2 separate regions of the Mus musculus genome follow, and region 1 is linked to region 2. Evidence: chromatin contacts called from public promoter capture Hi-C data. All regions are on one chromosome and are shown on one strand. The core of a region is the stretch at or near the end of the contact, and the rest is flanking DNA. Distances in the headings are between cores, read along the strand shown. Region 1 has its middle 8.4 kb from the start of Gm39576. Region 2 overlaps Gorasp2 (golgi reassembly stacking protein 2).

Region 1 (6,570 bases), core at 1,661-4,160, 480 kb after region 2:
TATTGAATGAAATTTAGAAAGCACAAGACTAGAAGAAACTCTGTTGAGCTTCATCTTTACTCTTGCTGCCATTGCTGCCATCGCTGCCGTTGCTGCCGTTGCTCCTTCTTAGTGTTCCAAGGCCTCGTGTCATTTCCTTTCTGACTAGAGACCACATGTCAACTATTTATTTGCAGGCGGTCGTCTGACTCCAAGAGCAGTGTGCATTCTCGGTGACTGAGCCATTCCTCCAGTTCCCATCAGTCCCTGGATCATTTCAAAACGGATTCCTATTGGCTGCCTTTTTACTTGATGATGCGCCTCATACAGCTCTTTCTTGCCCTATCTACCAGTTTATTTTACGTTTTGAACATTTTGTGGATAGGACCTTGAGAGGACTCCAGGGTCTTCTGTAAAGTCTTAGCTGCTTTAATAGGCAGTTAGCCAGCAGTGGCTGGACTCTCTTATTCCTACTTTTGCATGGGTTGCCTGGAGTCTGTCTCACATGTAGGTTGTAGAAGAGTCAAGCAGAGTTTATGTGAAGAATGTAAAGCTCTTCTTGCAATGCCAATCTTGATTTGTCAGTTTGACTGCATTGAGAGATACCCAGGAAACTGGCAAACACATTTCTGGGTACATCTACGAGGATGTTACCAAAAATGATTGCCTTGTGGGTCAGTGGACTGAGTGGAGAAGGCTCAATCCTAACATGATGGGCACCCTTCAGTAGGCCAGGACCCTGGAAGGAACAGAAAGTGGAGGACAGAGGAAGGTTGCTCATGAGAGCACATGTGACTGTCCTGGAGCAGGTAGGCGACTCACTGCCAGCGCAGCAGAAACACCAGACTCAGACACTACAGCCACTGAAAGTAGGTTTGCACCAACTTCCCCCTACCCCTACCGCCACCCCAGGCATCCAGGTCCTCAGATTCAGGTCCCACTACGATGCTGCTCTCTCTTTTTGCAAGCCTCCCTCATTTTTGGACTAAGCAGCTACTGGTCCCTTCAGCTCTCCTGTCCCAAGGAGGGACAATCCAGCTCCTGGTTGTGTCAGCCAGTCTTCTAAATATCCTCTACATTAAATGAGAACTCGGTGACCCCCTCAAATGTCTCCTCGGATACTGTCCTTCCTGATTCTCACACCACTTCCAAGCTGTTCTGATCAAGTAGGATTTTACCCTTTGGTTTTTAAAGCTGACAGACGCAGTTTCTATGGTTGTTAACTTCCATGACCACTTCCCATTTATGTTCCAGGCTTCATGGAGGGTCCCCACCACACACACTTATTTGGTTTAGTTTTCATTATTACTGTTTTAGACAGTCTTTGTACATAGCCCAGATGATGGTCCTTTAACTTACAATCCTTCTATCTCAACCTCCCAAGTGCTGGGATTACAAGGTGTGTGTGTGTGTGTGTGTGTGTGTGTGTGTGTGTGTGTGTGTGTGTGCGTGCGCGCGCGAGCGTGTGTTGGGGGCTGTAGTGATGTCACAGTGGGTAAAGGCACTTGCTGATGACCTGGGTTGGATGCCCAGAGATGACAGTTATTTGGTATTGCCCTGCCTGTTTCTACCTTACAGTGAAGGTCAGACTCTCACCTGATCTTGCAGGATGTTTAAGGCAGGCATATTTTCTACAGCTTCTAGTTGGATGAGCATTAAACTTACCAGGCCTGCAGCTCAGCTAGAAGTTAGAGGGTCACCTTGAGCAACACTGTCCAGAGCAGCTTTTAGACCAGGATCAACATGGTGGAAGGAGTCAGCCAACTCCAGGAAGTTGTCCTCTGGCCACCACATGCAAGAGAACATGCGCACCACCACCCGCAATTCACAGAGGCATAATATTTTTTAATATCCATAGTTTCTGGTTATTCTGTGGGTCTGTTGTTTCAGTAGAAGCCATGCCTTTGTTATGAAAAACCAGAACTATCTGGCGCTTTTAATTGCCAGCATATAATTGAAGTCTCCAAGATGGAAAGTATAATATTTTTGTTTAATTTATTTGAACAGAGAGTTTTTTCTTATAACTATCTTTATTATTTTCAATTACACATGTGTGTGTGTGTGTGTGTGTGTGTGTGTGTGTGTGTGTGTGTGTGTGTATAGGTTTGTGCGCACGAATGCAGGAGGCCAGAAGCATTAGATCCTCCAGACTGGAAGTACCAGAGAGTTGTGACCTGCCTGATGTGGGTGCTGAGAACCGAACTTGGGTCCTCAGCAGGAGCACCGCTCACTCTTAATTGCTGAGCCATTTCTCCAGCCCTGGGACCTTTCTGTTTAACAGCTGCAGAATGATTGTGCTGTAGTTAAGCAACGCAAATACACGGAGGCCACGGGGAGGATATCAGGCGTCCTGCCTTGTCACTGTCTGTCCTGCTCTTCTGAGACAGAGTTTCTCACAACCTGGAGCTAGGCTGAGGGTAATTCCCTTGTGGCTGGCCCCACAGCACTGGGGCTGTAGGCATTCGAACTGTCACGCTGTGTGTTTCATGTGGTGCTAGGATGCAAACCCAGTGGTAATCTGGAATCTTACCCACCAGGCCATAGCATGGCAAAGAGAATATCCTAAGTACTGCTCAGACTTAGGAGCAAAGTCTGCCTTCAAATATTGCCATTGTAATCAGGTCAGAATCTGGTAAGCATACTCAAATATGGCACCCCACGTTCTCTGTCTTGCTAAGCTTAGCATCCCCTCTGACATTCAGATCCTTAGACACGGCTTAGGAAAAGCTTTCTGTTGCTCTGCCTCTCATTTGATCTGGGCTAAATGTTATTCCTCAGAGTCACAGAAGCCAGATCCCACCGTTAGTTACCCAGTCTTATCAGAGTAGACTTATCATGGCTCCTTTGAACTTGCAGACCTACAGAATGGCCAGCTAGATGTTTGTTGAGCACTCATGAATGATTAACCATGATAACTAGAGTAGTGTTGCAAGAGAGACAGGGAGTAGGTGAGGGAGAGGAACTCGTGTGGGGAGGCCAGAGCTGGCTCTGGAATGTAGAGCTAGCTGTGGGAGTGGCCCTAAGGTTAACTTACTCCTCTGCCTGACTTTCCCTAGTCTCTTGGCCTCTCTCCGTTTCTGTGGCTCAGCCCTACTGTTTCCCCTACTGAAGGTCATTCTAGTTAAGGTGTATACAGAGAAAAATGGGAGCTGGAGAGGTACCTCAACACTGAGCTCTCTCTCTCTCTCTCTCTCTCTCTCTCTCTCTCTCATATACACACATACATAATTAGCAGTATGATATAACGAATAATTAATGAACAACTGTTAACTTTGGATCGGAGTAAGATAATGAAAAGTTTAAATGCCCCATTATATTTATTTTTTTTTTTTATAATTAACACCACTGTTTTGTTTTGAGCTAAAGTCTCACTGTGTAACCTACACTGGCCTCAAACTTGTGGCCCTCAGATGCCAGCCTAGCCCCCGGGACAGCCTACTTGCAGACAGATGGATTAGTTGCCAGGTCCCCAGAGGCATAAACATTCATAATCTCCCAAAGTTAATGTTAAATACTGAAACCGAGAAGGCACAACATCATGAGAATGGGCAGAGCAGAAAGATCTAGACTCTTGTCAGGGTGCTATGGTTTAGAATGGTCTAGAAGCAGAACTGAGAACAAGTCCCTCAATTTCTCTGGCCTCTTTGAAAGCAGCCCCTTCGTTATCCACTTAGCAGTTAGTTCTTGAGGATCCCCTATCTGCACAGGTCGGATTGCAGATACTCAACTGGGCTCATGCTAGGATTCTAATGTCACACTTTATGGATCCAATTTATTCCCCTGCCATTGCTTTCCTTAAACACAGAATGACCCAGAGTTCTCCTAGCTTATGAGTGCAGTGGTAATTGTGGTTTTCAGAGGCCTCAGGAAGAAGGTCAGTGGGTCTTATGAAGGTCCACAAGAGCGGCAATAACAGAAGAAAGGATAAGCTTTTGTCATGTGTGTGCCTGCCTGGGATCTCAGACCGAGAGGATTGCCACTAGTCTGAGATCAGCCTGGGCAACAGAGTGAGACCCTGTCTCAACCCTCTTACTCCCCCCAAAGACTAAAGAAACAAAGTAGTTCCTTAAAGGCAGATCAGAACAGGGGATGGAGAGAGAGCCCCGCTGTCAAAAGCATGTCCATGACCTGAGTTAGAGTCTAGCATCCTTGTCAGATAGCTCACAGCTGCCTGTGACTCCAGCTCCAGGGGATCTGACACTTCTGGCTTCTAAGGCACCTGCAGGTATGTGCACATCCCCTGACCCCAGAAAGGCAGTGCACTTTCTGCCACGCAGACATGCATGCATGCACATTACTAATGATAATATAAGTACATTTCTTTTATAAAGAAAGAAAAGATGAACCAGAAAAGACAGCCCTTGGCCCTGAAGAGCTTAGAGGAAGGAGATGAAGGAACTCAGCAAAAGCACGGGAGGTAATCACAGTTCAGGGCTGTTGAAACACTCTGTCCTCTGAAGTACAATTGCTCATCCTTCACTTGAAACGAAGTAGCAATTATGAGTTTGCAATCCCTGCTACCGAGGGAGAGAGCAGACTGAGTGACTTTGTTCCTGAAGATTTGGCACTGTGCACAGGCTCTGACAAAGGTGGGGTCTGTGAGCCAGGATCAATAGAGGCTGCTGTTTGGCTCCGTGCAAAAAGCCCCACGACTTAAACGCAGACATAAAGGATGCAATAATGTCAGGAGCAGCTATTTTTATGCTTCTCAGAAGAAAAGATATTTCTATATTTTGCTAGGCACAATGGTTTGCTGTGTTCTGTCTCTGGAATATTCTCCTTTGATTATGCTTCCTGATTGCACAGTCACAGTTTTGTGAACTCAATTGTTGTCCCTCGTTGTATGACAAAGTGCTTACCAGGGTGATTCAAGGACTGTCAGCAACACATGGTCACATAAGGTTGTGACCTCATCACTCATGTGAACATGCTTGTGTGCATGGTGAATGAGGGGGGTATCTAAAAAATCTGATGACGATCCCCCAAAAATCTTTGTGCAAAACTTGTTGAGCTGTGACTCCAGCTCCAGGGGATCTGACACCTCCAGTTTCTAAGGCACCTGCAGGCATGTGCACATCCCCCTGCCCCCAGAAAGGCAGTGCACTTTTTGCCACCCAGACATGCAAGTGAGAGACCCAAGAACTCAATGTCATCACATGTCAGAGACCCCCTGATGCTTTCCTGGGGCTATTTAGGTGAGAAGGTCACTGTGTCTAGACAGGAACATACAGGTTTTCATGGCAATCCAAAGTCATGTATTCCTGGCCATTATGACAGTTTGATTTATTACATAAATACAGCAAAATAAATTCATACTTCACTATGTAAAAATAAATAAAATTCCTGATGTCTTCTCTTCTTGTATCAAAAGAGGAATGTTCAATTGGGATCATAAATAATATATCATACTATTTCGGTGCCTTTGAGATTGTACATTACATATTCTACACTTAAATATTTACAGCGCAATCAGTCACTTTATAGTCTCAAGCCTGATTTTTACCGACTGATGTAAAAACTTCAGGAATCTCTCTAAGGGGCAACTTCATCTGTAATGTGGAACTGAGATAACTGAAGCCTCAAAACCTAGGGATTGGCAGGGGAGATGGGTTTGTTTATAGTTTGGGCCAAATCTGAAGAAAAAGAATTCTGTCTCTGCCTTCCCTGTGGCCACATCATGATTTGCAGAACAGATGAAACGAAGCCGGGAGATGTGTAAATGCAAGTTAGCCATGACCCTGGCCATCATCAGGAGGAAGCTAAGTCCTGTCCCTCTGTCTCCAGGAGCCCCATGGCTAGTCTGTCCTCACCCACAACAAAGAATTTCCTGGAAAAAGTGTAATTCCAAGAGTCTTGCTACAAGCCTGCCTTATGAAATAAAACCATCCCAGATGCCCATCAACAGATAATGGGGCAATTGGATTGTGGCTCATGTGGAAAACGAGTACTATTCAGGTATAAAGAAAATGAATTCATGAGATTGGTAGTAAGTTGATGGATTTTAAAAATAAATCAAACAAAGTGACACAAACTCATCAAGAGAGAAAGCCTTCATGTTCTCCTTTTTATGCTGATATGAGCTTAGAATGTGCACATTTATATGTGTAAACAGGTGTGATTGTGGGCATGGTATGAAATTTAGAAAGACAGTGGAGTAGGTGAGAGGGGAGGAGGGAACGTAGGGGAGAGGACACATAAGTCTCGAAAAATGTCTGTAAAGCTTGTTTTTTTCTAGATTCAACTTCATTGTTTTGAGTGCTAAAGTAGCAGGAACTATTTTTTGCATTCTTAGGAGAATCAAGCATCATTGGGGCTGAAGAGATGGCTCAGCAATTAAAGATATTTGTTGCTCTTCAGAGGACACACGTCTGATACCCAGCATCCATGCGCTAGCTTACACATCTGTAACTCCAATCCCAGGGGACCCAGTGCCTTCTTCTGACCCCCCTCAGACACCAAGCAGGCTTGTGGTACACATTTACGTGTAAGGAAAAGAGGAAGTGAGGTCCTGAGGGAATGTTTGCTGCTGACGTGAGCGTGGTCATGCCAAGGACCTAGCCTCAGGCCCGGAGGAACAAGGCAAAGCCATCC
Region 2 (6,599 bases), core at 1,958-4,457:
TGCCACAAAGGTTTTGAATGCTGTGGCATAATGAAGTTGAGTGTGGGCAAAATATATATTAGAGTGGGGTGTGGTCAACCACACCCATAATCCAGCACTTGTGAGGTAAGGCAGGATTGCCAAAAGTTGAAGACCAAGTTTGAGTACAAAATGAGTTTTAGGCTACTCTTAGTTACAGACTGAGACCCTGTTTAAAATCAAGAACAAATAAAGATAGATTAGTCATACAGCCTAAATAATTAGCAGTTTTATTTCTTGGTAAGTAAATTGGAACTAATTAATTAATCAGAAAGCTGTACTTTCAAGGAAAAGTTTATCAAACACCCTGAATATTTTCAAAAGTTATTTTTTAAAAGTGGGTACTTAGGCCGAAGAGATGGCCCACTGGTTAAAGTCACATACTGCTCTTGGAGAAGACCCGTGTTCAGTTCCCAGCATCTAAATTGGATGGCTCACAAATGCCTATAACTTTAACTGTAAGAGTTATACCTCTGGCCTGTGCAGGCATATGCACATACCACTGCCAAAGTGAACTCTGTAGTACACACCTTTATTCCCAGCACTCTGGAAGCTGAGGCAGGCAGATCTCCGAGTTTAAGCTCAGCCTGGTCCATATTTTGAGTTCCAGACTACTTGTGTCACAGAGTTTAAAGAAATGTTACTTTTAAAATCCAAACAATAGGCTAGAACTATGTATCACTTTTTACAGACAATGTGTCCTTAGGGCTTCTAGGTTTTATAGAAGTACTATAGGCTGCCTCCTACAGTCCCTGTATGTTGAATGCCAGATTCTTGCTTCCATTTGACATTTGTTATTAAGTGAGTCTAACAAAGCCATTCTCAAAAGTTTCATCTTTAGAGTGGTCTCTTAGATGGCCATTATAAATTTTAAAATTCTGGCCTTACATAACACTCTGAGAAAGGAGCTCTCCAAGGACATTGTGGACCCAGCGCTCACACTAGTTTGGGGAAATGCTGTTTTACTCTGTTGACTGATGGGCCATTGATACGCTTTGCATCTCCACTGTAATCAGAAGCCTAACCCAAGCTTGCTGCAGACTCCACAGTAGTTACGTGCTAACTTCAAAGTGCAAAGTGACTGTAAATTAGTCCTGTAGAAAGAACACCTGGACCATTGGGTGGAGCTGCCCTATTTTAGGGGTGCCTCACTGACAAAGAAGCCCTGTTACAGGGGACTACTTTTTTGACAAACTCATAAACAACTGGGCTACTTAATGTTGTTTTCCAAATGTAATTATAATGCTATATAAGCAGGTCCCACCTGCAGATTCTGTCTCCCTCCCCGTTGATTTCTTCAGTTTAACACCAGGAAGCTTTTTAATTCATAAGCATTCTTTGAAATTACGTTCAAATGCAGGACACAGATGATTGCAGCTTCCTACAGCCCCAGATACACAATACATGAACCCAAGGGCACCTTTAAACATTGTATCACTGAACGTAAACTTTCTGTCCAAAGACTCAAGCAAGTTAATCTGGCGGGCTGGGCTCCTCACTGGCCAGATCTCCTGTTCTCCATTACCTGTGACTTTGGTAAAGATTCTGCGAAGTGCTGGTTCCATTGCCTTCGGGGCCAGCGCCACTGACACCACTGTACTTTTTTTTTTTTAAACCGTCTTTAATATTCTACTGAAAGGACTATATCCGCAGGATTCACTAACTTAAAAAAAATGTGAACTGGTAAATACTTGGGAAGTTCAGCATGTGCTTTGCAATCTGACTGCATATTGCGTGGGGAAATGTGATTATCTAGTAAAATGACTTGTTTCTTTAAAAGACACACTCAGAGTGGTTACTTTGAGAGACCGTATACTGCCCTGTTTGCATTGCAACTAAATTTTCTACACTAGGAAAAGGAATAATGCTGGCATTTTTCTTTCTCTTCTTCCCTTCACCCATACACACCTTTTGAAACCATGAAAACATATTTTCAGAAATGGGGAACCACATCGACTAGTGGGCATAGATACCCTGAGAGACTGTTCTGGTAGACCACTAGTGTCTAGTAGACACTGGGGAACTGGATTCCAGCCCCTGATGCTAGCTCGGCTGACAGCCTGTTTGTCTGAAAGTCGACTACAGCAGTGCCTTTGTCACCTTCGTCACTCAGTCCCACAGCACACATTAGACATAAATATTTGAAAACAAGTACTGTTAAATTATAATACATCCTACCCTTCGGTTATCCTGTGCATTAAGTGAGCTATTCCATGACACACTCTGGACTGTGGTAAAGACTCAATGAAGGTTAGCTGGTGGCCTTCTTACCAGCATTACATTATTGCCTAGTTTGTGAGATCCACTCTTGCAGTAGTAATAAACAGTTTCAGCAGTGTTCCTTTCTAATCAACGTGTAGCTACTTTCTGCATGTGTGCCTAGCCCAGTATATGCTGCTATTTGAAACAAGTTTGGAGGGAATTAACAAGGTGACTTGCTAGGCACCTGTGTCCGTGCACAGGCCTGTCAACCTGAGCTTGGTCCTTAGCTCCCACAAGACAGCAGGAGATAAATGACTCCCAGGAACTGTCATCTGATTTCCACACCCATCTTTGTGTGTACATTGCACACTGTCTTATCTGTCTGTCTGTCTCTCTCTCTCTCTCCCCCCTCCTCCCTCTTTTTCATACATGTACAAAAGTAATTAAGTATAAAAGTTAAAGTTTGCTTCAAATCTGATCCTTTAATTCCTGTCCCTAAAGTATATGCATATATAGTATTTGTTGCTTTTAAAGACTTTTCGTTTTTGAAGACATTGTTTGTTTCTTGAAACTCAGGTGAGCACCATTATCTTTCTCATTACTCCGTCCTGCTATGAGTGGATACAGTCATTTGTTCCTAAGAACCCAGGTGGTCAGGGCCGTCTTCTGCATTTGGTGTTCTTCGTGCCTTCCAGCTTCACAGACCGTCTGGTGATGGCCTCACTTCACAGTTAGAGAAGCACAGAGAGGTTAAACTGATGTGCCCAATCACACCGTTAGCTCCCCTTCCTCGAGGAAAGCATCTAACTCAGTATTGGAGCTGGGGGATTGGGTAGTTCTTGCCCCCTCTTCCCAGATCTTTTCTAGAAAGCTAATTTTGCCATGCTTTTCTGCCAATTCCTTCTAGTCATCAAGAGTTGGGGTTGTTTGTTTGCGATGGGATGTGTTTGTATTGGAGCTAAAGTCTCAGCCTTCTAAGTAGTTGGGACAATAGGCAGAGTGCTTCAGCTTAATAAATAACTCATTTCAAGTTGCTTTCTGTGTTATGCATTACATCATGGGACCAGTTGTTAGACGTGAAAGGAGAATTTGTTGGTTAATGAGGCCTAACAGTCTAGCCTGTCACAGAATCGTTACTATACATTTTGTCTTTTATAACCACAGAGCATTTAGGTTTTGGGTTTTTTTTTTTATGTCACATTTGCAAAATCTTGCATTGCTGTGATCATGTAAGCACACACATATAAGGATTTATGTGTGCAGTTGAAGTGAGTCCTCCAGGGCCCATATACATGGAATTATATTCTAGTCTTTTTGAGTCAGGGCCTCACTTTGTAGTTCAGGTTGGATCTCACTAGATAGCCTAGGCCAGCCTCAAATTTGTTGTAATGCCCCTGAATCGGCCTCCTAAGAACAGGACTTACAGGTGGGCCTACCACACTCAAGTGTTTTCTAGCCTTGATTAGTATCTTTTCTGCTTTTAAGTCAGTACAAAAGTGAAAATGTGGGGCTTAAATTGAGAGCCAGGGAACATGGTGGTACAGTTATTCATAGAGATTTTACCTGTGTTTTATAAAGAAGAATCTGTGGTACAGTCTGGCTGGGGAGGTAGTGGTTGCCAAGCACGAGGACCTGAGTTTAATTCCCATTACCCAAGTAGAAAAAAGCTAGGTGTGGTGGCCTGCTTGTAATCCAAGCATTAGAGATGCTAAGATAGGCAGATCCCTGAGACTTGATAGTTCTGGTCAGGGAGAGCCCCTGTCTCAAAAAGAAAGGCAAAAAGTGCCTGAGGAAAGATACCTTAGTTGCCCTCTGACTCCTCAGCCATGAGCACATCCACACACACAAAAGAATCTATATCAGTATCCCTAGCCATCAGAGAAATGCAATTCAGAACTACTTTCAGATACCTCACTCCAGTCAGAATGGCCATCATCAATAAATGTGACAACAAATGTTGGACAGGATGTGGAGAGAAAGGAAGCCTTAGTCACTGCTGGTGGGGGGAACAGTCACTGTGAGAACCTGCTTGGAGATTTCTCAAGAAGTTAAAAACAAATAGCTGTATCACCCAGCTACACTCCTGGACAAATACCCAAAGAACACCAAACTACCATAGAGGTGTTTGCATTCCCATATTTATTGCTGCTTTATTCACTATAGCAAAAGATTGCAATCAACGTATTTGTTTATCAGCAGATGAGTGGATAACGAAAATTTGGTATATGTATGTAAAATGGAATACTACTCTGTTCTTAAAAGTAAGTCAGAAAATTTGCATGAAAGAGAATAGATTTAGAATCTGAGTTTTAAGTGAGGTCACACAATCCCAGAAAGGAAAAAACCGGTTCTCCTCATGCAGAACCTAACCAATAAGATATGTGCATGTGGCTACAGTAACAATATACGTGTGGATACAGTGTATCATGCAGGAGAGAGGACAGGAAAAGTAAACATTAGGATGGAGGATGGAGGACAGAGGACGGACTGATGCAGGTAATGAGCATGCCTGTGAAAGGAGAGCGAGCTCAGTGTGTGTCTAGGTCTAGCTGTTGTGGATTTGCAGTTTGGTGGAGGACCAGCGCATGAAGATATAGACTCAATAGGCTAAGAGATGGCTCAGAGATTAAGGGCACTGACTGCTCATCCAAAGGACCCAGGTTTGATTCCCAGCACCCGCATGGCATCTCACAGGCTCACGAGGCCCAGTGTCCTCTTCAGGCTTCTGCAGACACCAAGCAGAATAGCCATGCACATAAAGCAAACTAATAAGAAAGTTAAAAGTACCTATTTATATTGGCAATAAAACTATGCAATCCAGTGTATAGCTTCTGTTCTGAATGGCCACCCCAACTGAATAGAAGTTCATTTAGTTTCATAGTGTTTTGGTATAGTTAGTTTCTGTTCCTTGTTTTTGGTTTTTGGTTTTGTTTTTTTTTTTAAACTTACCACCTTTTTAAAAATAAGTTTGAAATTTAAACAAGGACAGTGACACAATAATAAGTGTCCCACTTAGCCTGCTGTATCCAGGAAGTCCCCCATGGATCCCTGTCCAGGTGCTTTGTGGTAGCCATTGTGTTTATACGAGCTGCAAAGCATAGAAGTTATGCGTGAAGAGTGCCCAGCTTCACTCAAACTTCTGTTACTGTGAGACTGCCCCTCCTCATCTTCTTCTCCCAGTTGGAGAGCTAAAGAGGAGAAAAGGTTGGTGCTGACTAACACATGAAGTTGAAATGGTTTTTGTTATTATTATCTTTAATATGCATTGGTGTTTTGCTTTGCATATATGCCTGTGTGAGGGTGTCTGATCCCTTGGAATTGGAGTTACAGACAGGTGTGAGCTGCTATGTGGTTGTTGGGAATTGAACCAGGGTCCTCTGGAAGAGCAGCCAGTGCTCTTACCTCTAAGCCATCTTATCTCTCCAGTCCCACGAAGTGGAATTCATAATTCCAGAGAAAAGGAGGTGGGTGTTGTGTTACTCAATCCTAATTGTCACCTAGGAGATTAGAGTACACCTCTAGGTGGCTATCTGGGGCTTCCAATGTGAGTGGGTCCTCTGGACAGTGACTTCATAAGTGCATTACTCCCTGATTAAGTCGTTGTGATGGGATTATCAGAGGTGCTGAAATGTCAGTCTAGCTGGAGGGAGCAGCCATTGAGGTCATGAACTTGAGACTGTGTCCTAGGCTAATCCATTCTAATATCCTCTTTCCTTCTCTGCTTCCTGGCTGCCATGATGTGGCTTGTTCTTCCTGGCTGCCATGGTGTGGCTTGTTCTGCCTGCCCAGTTGACCTCCAGCTCATGAAACTGAGCTGAGCTGAGCCTCTCTCTCTTAGGCTGTTCTGTCAGGTGTTTTGTCTCAGCAAGGAGAAAACCCTGACTACAGAGGCTTTCCTGGGAAGGAATCAGTAAGACAACAGAGGAAGTCAGTGTGCAGGGAGGGAGTGCTTGATTGGTTCAGGGTAAGTTTGGTAAAACTTTAATATGAAGTCAGAAGATAGAAGTTGGAAGTTATAGACCTGAAAGATGGTTCACAAAGCCTAACCACTCGTGTTCAGTCAAAGAAACCCTCGTGGACTGGTCTCACAAGGGGTCCTCTCACTCTCACACACACACCATGACATGCACACACCCACAGTCACATCAGACAAACCCATGTGAAAAGGGAAAATTGAAAGTTATTGTATTTATGACCAGAAACGTCATTGGGCAAACTTAATGTTTTGCAGCTCAAAGCAGCACATTAATGAAAAATAGAATATGCCCTTAAAAATGCCCTTATTATGTCATGAATTTTTTATATGTTTGCTGTTCTGGTTGTCTGTTCAATATTTCTTTCTATCCTAAAATCCTCCCTAACTGGATTTTATGACCTAT

The links. Promoter capture Hi-C pulls out the DNA fragments that hold promoters and counts their contacts.
Region 1: a promoter capture Hi-C map of fetal liver shows a contact between it and region 2, with 4 times the contacts expected there. The contact joins two enhancer-like sites. A contact is called at or near these places in 15 of 39 promoter capture datasets (3T3-L1-derived adipocytes, the C10 cell line, the HPC-7 cell line and 9 more), 1 of 15 datasets of contacts at CTCF or cohesin (embryonic stem cells), 10 of 115 datasets of contacts at active chromatin or transcription factors (bone marrow-derived macrophages, embryonic hindbrain, embryonic stem cells and 4 more) and 3 of 9 other capture datasets (adipose tissue, embryonic stem cells and liver).

What each region holds. Positions count from the first base shown.
Region 1 is chr2:71,143,496-71,150,065 of GRCm38.p6, forward strand. No RefSeq gene overlaps it. Among named protein-coding and RNA genes, the nearest start is that of Gm39576, 8.4 kb to the right of the region's middle. Within about 2 kb of position 2,911, at least 29 of the 459 cell types and tissues checked have an H3K27ac peak or open chromatin away from gene starts, as enhancers often do. A contact at or near this core is called in extraembryonic endoderm stem cells, where this site is marked.
Region 2 is chr2:70,664,279-70,670,877 of GRCm38.p6, forward strand. All of the region lies in intron 1 of Gorasp2 (golgi reassembly stacking protein 2), which reads left to right. Among named protein-coding and RNA genes, the nearest start is that of Gorasp2, 6.1 kb to the left of the region's middle. Within about 2 kb of position 3,208, at least 13 of the 459 cell types and tissues checked have an H3K27ac peak or open chromatin away from gene starts, as enhancers often do. A contact at or near this core is called in extraembryonic endoderm stem cells, where this site is marked.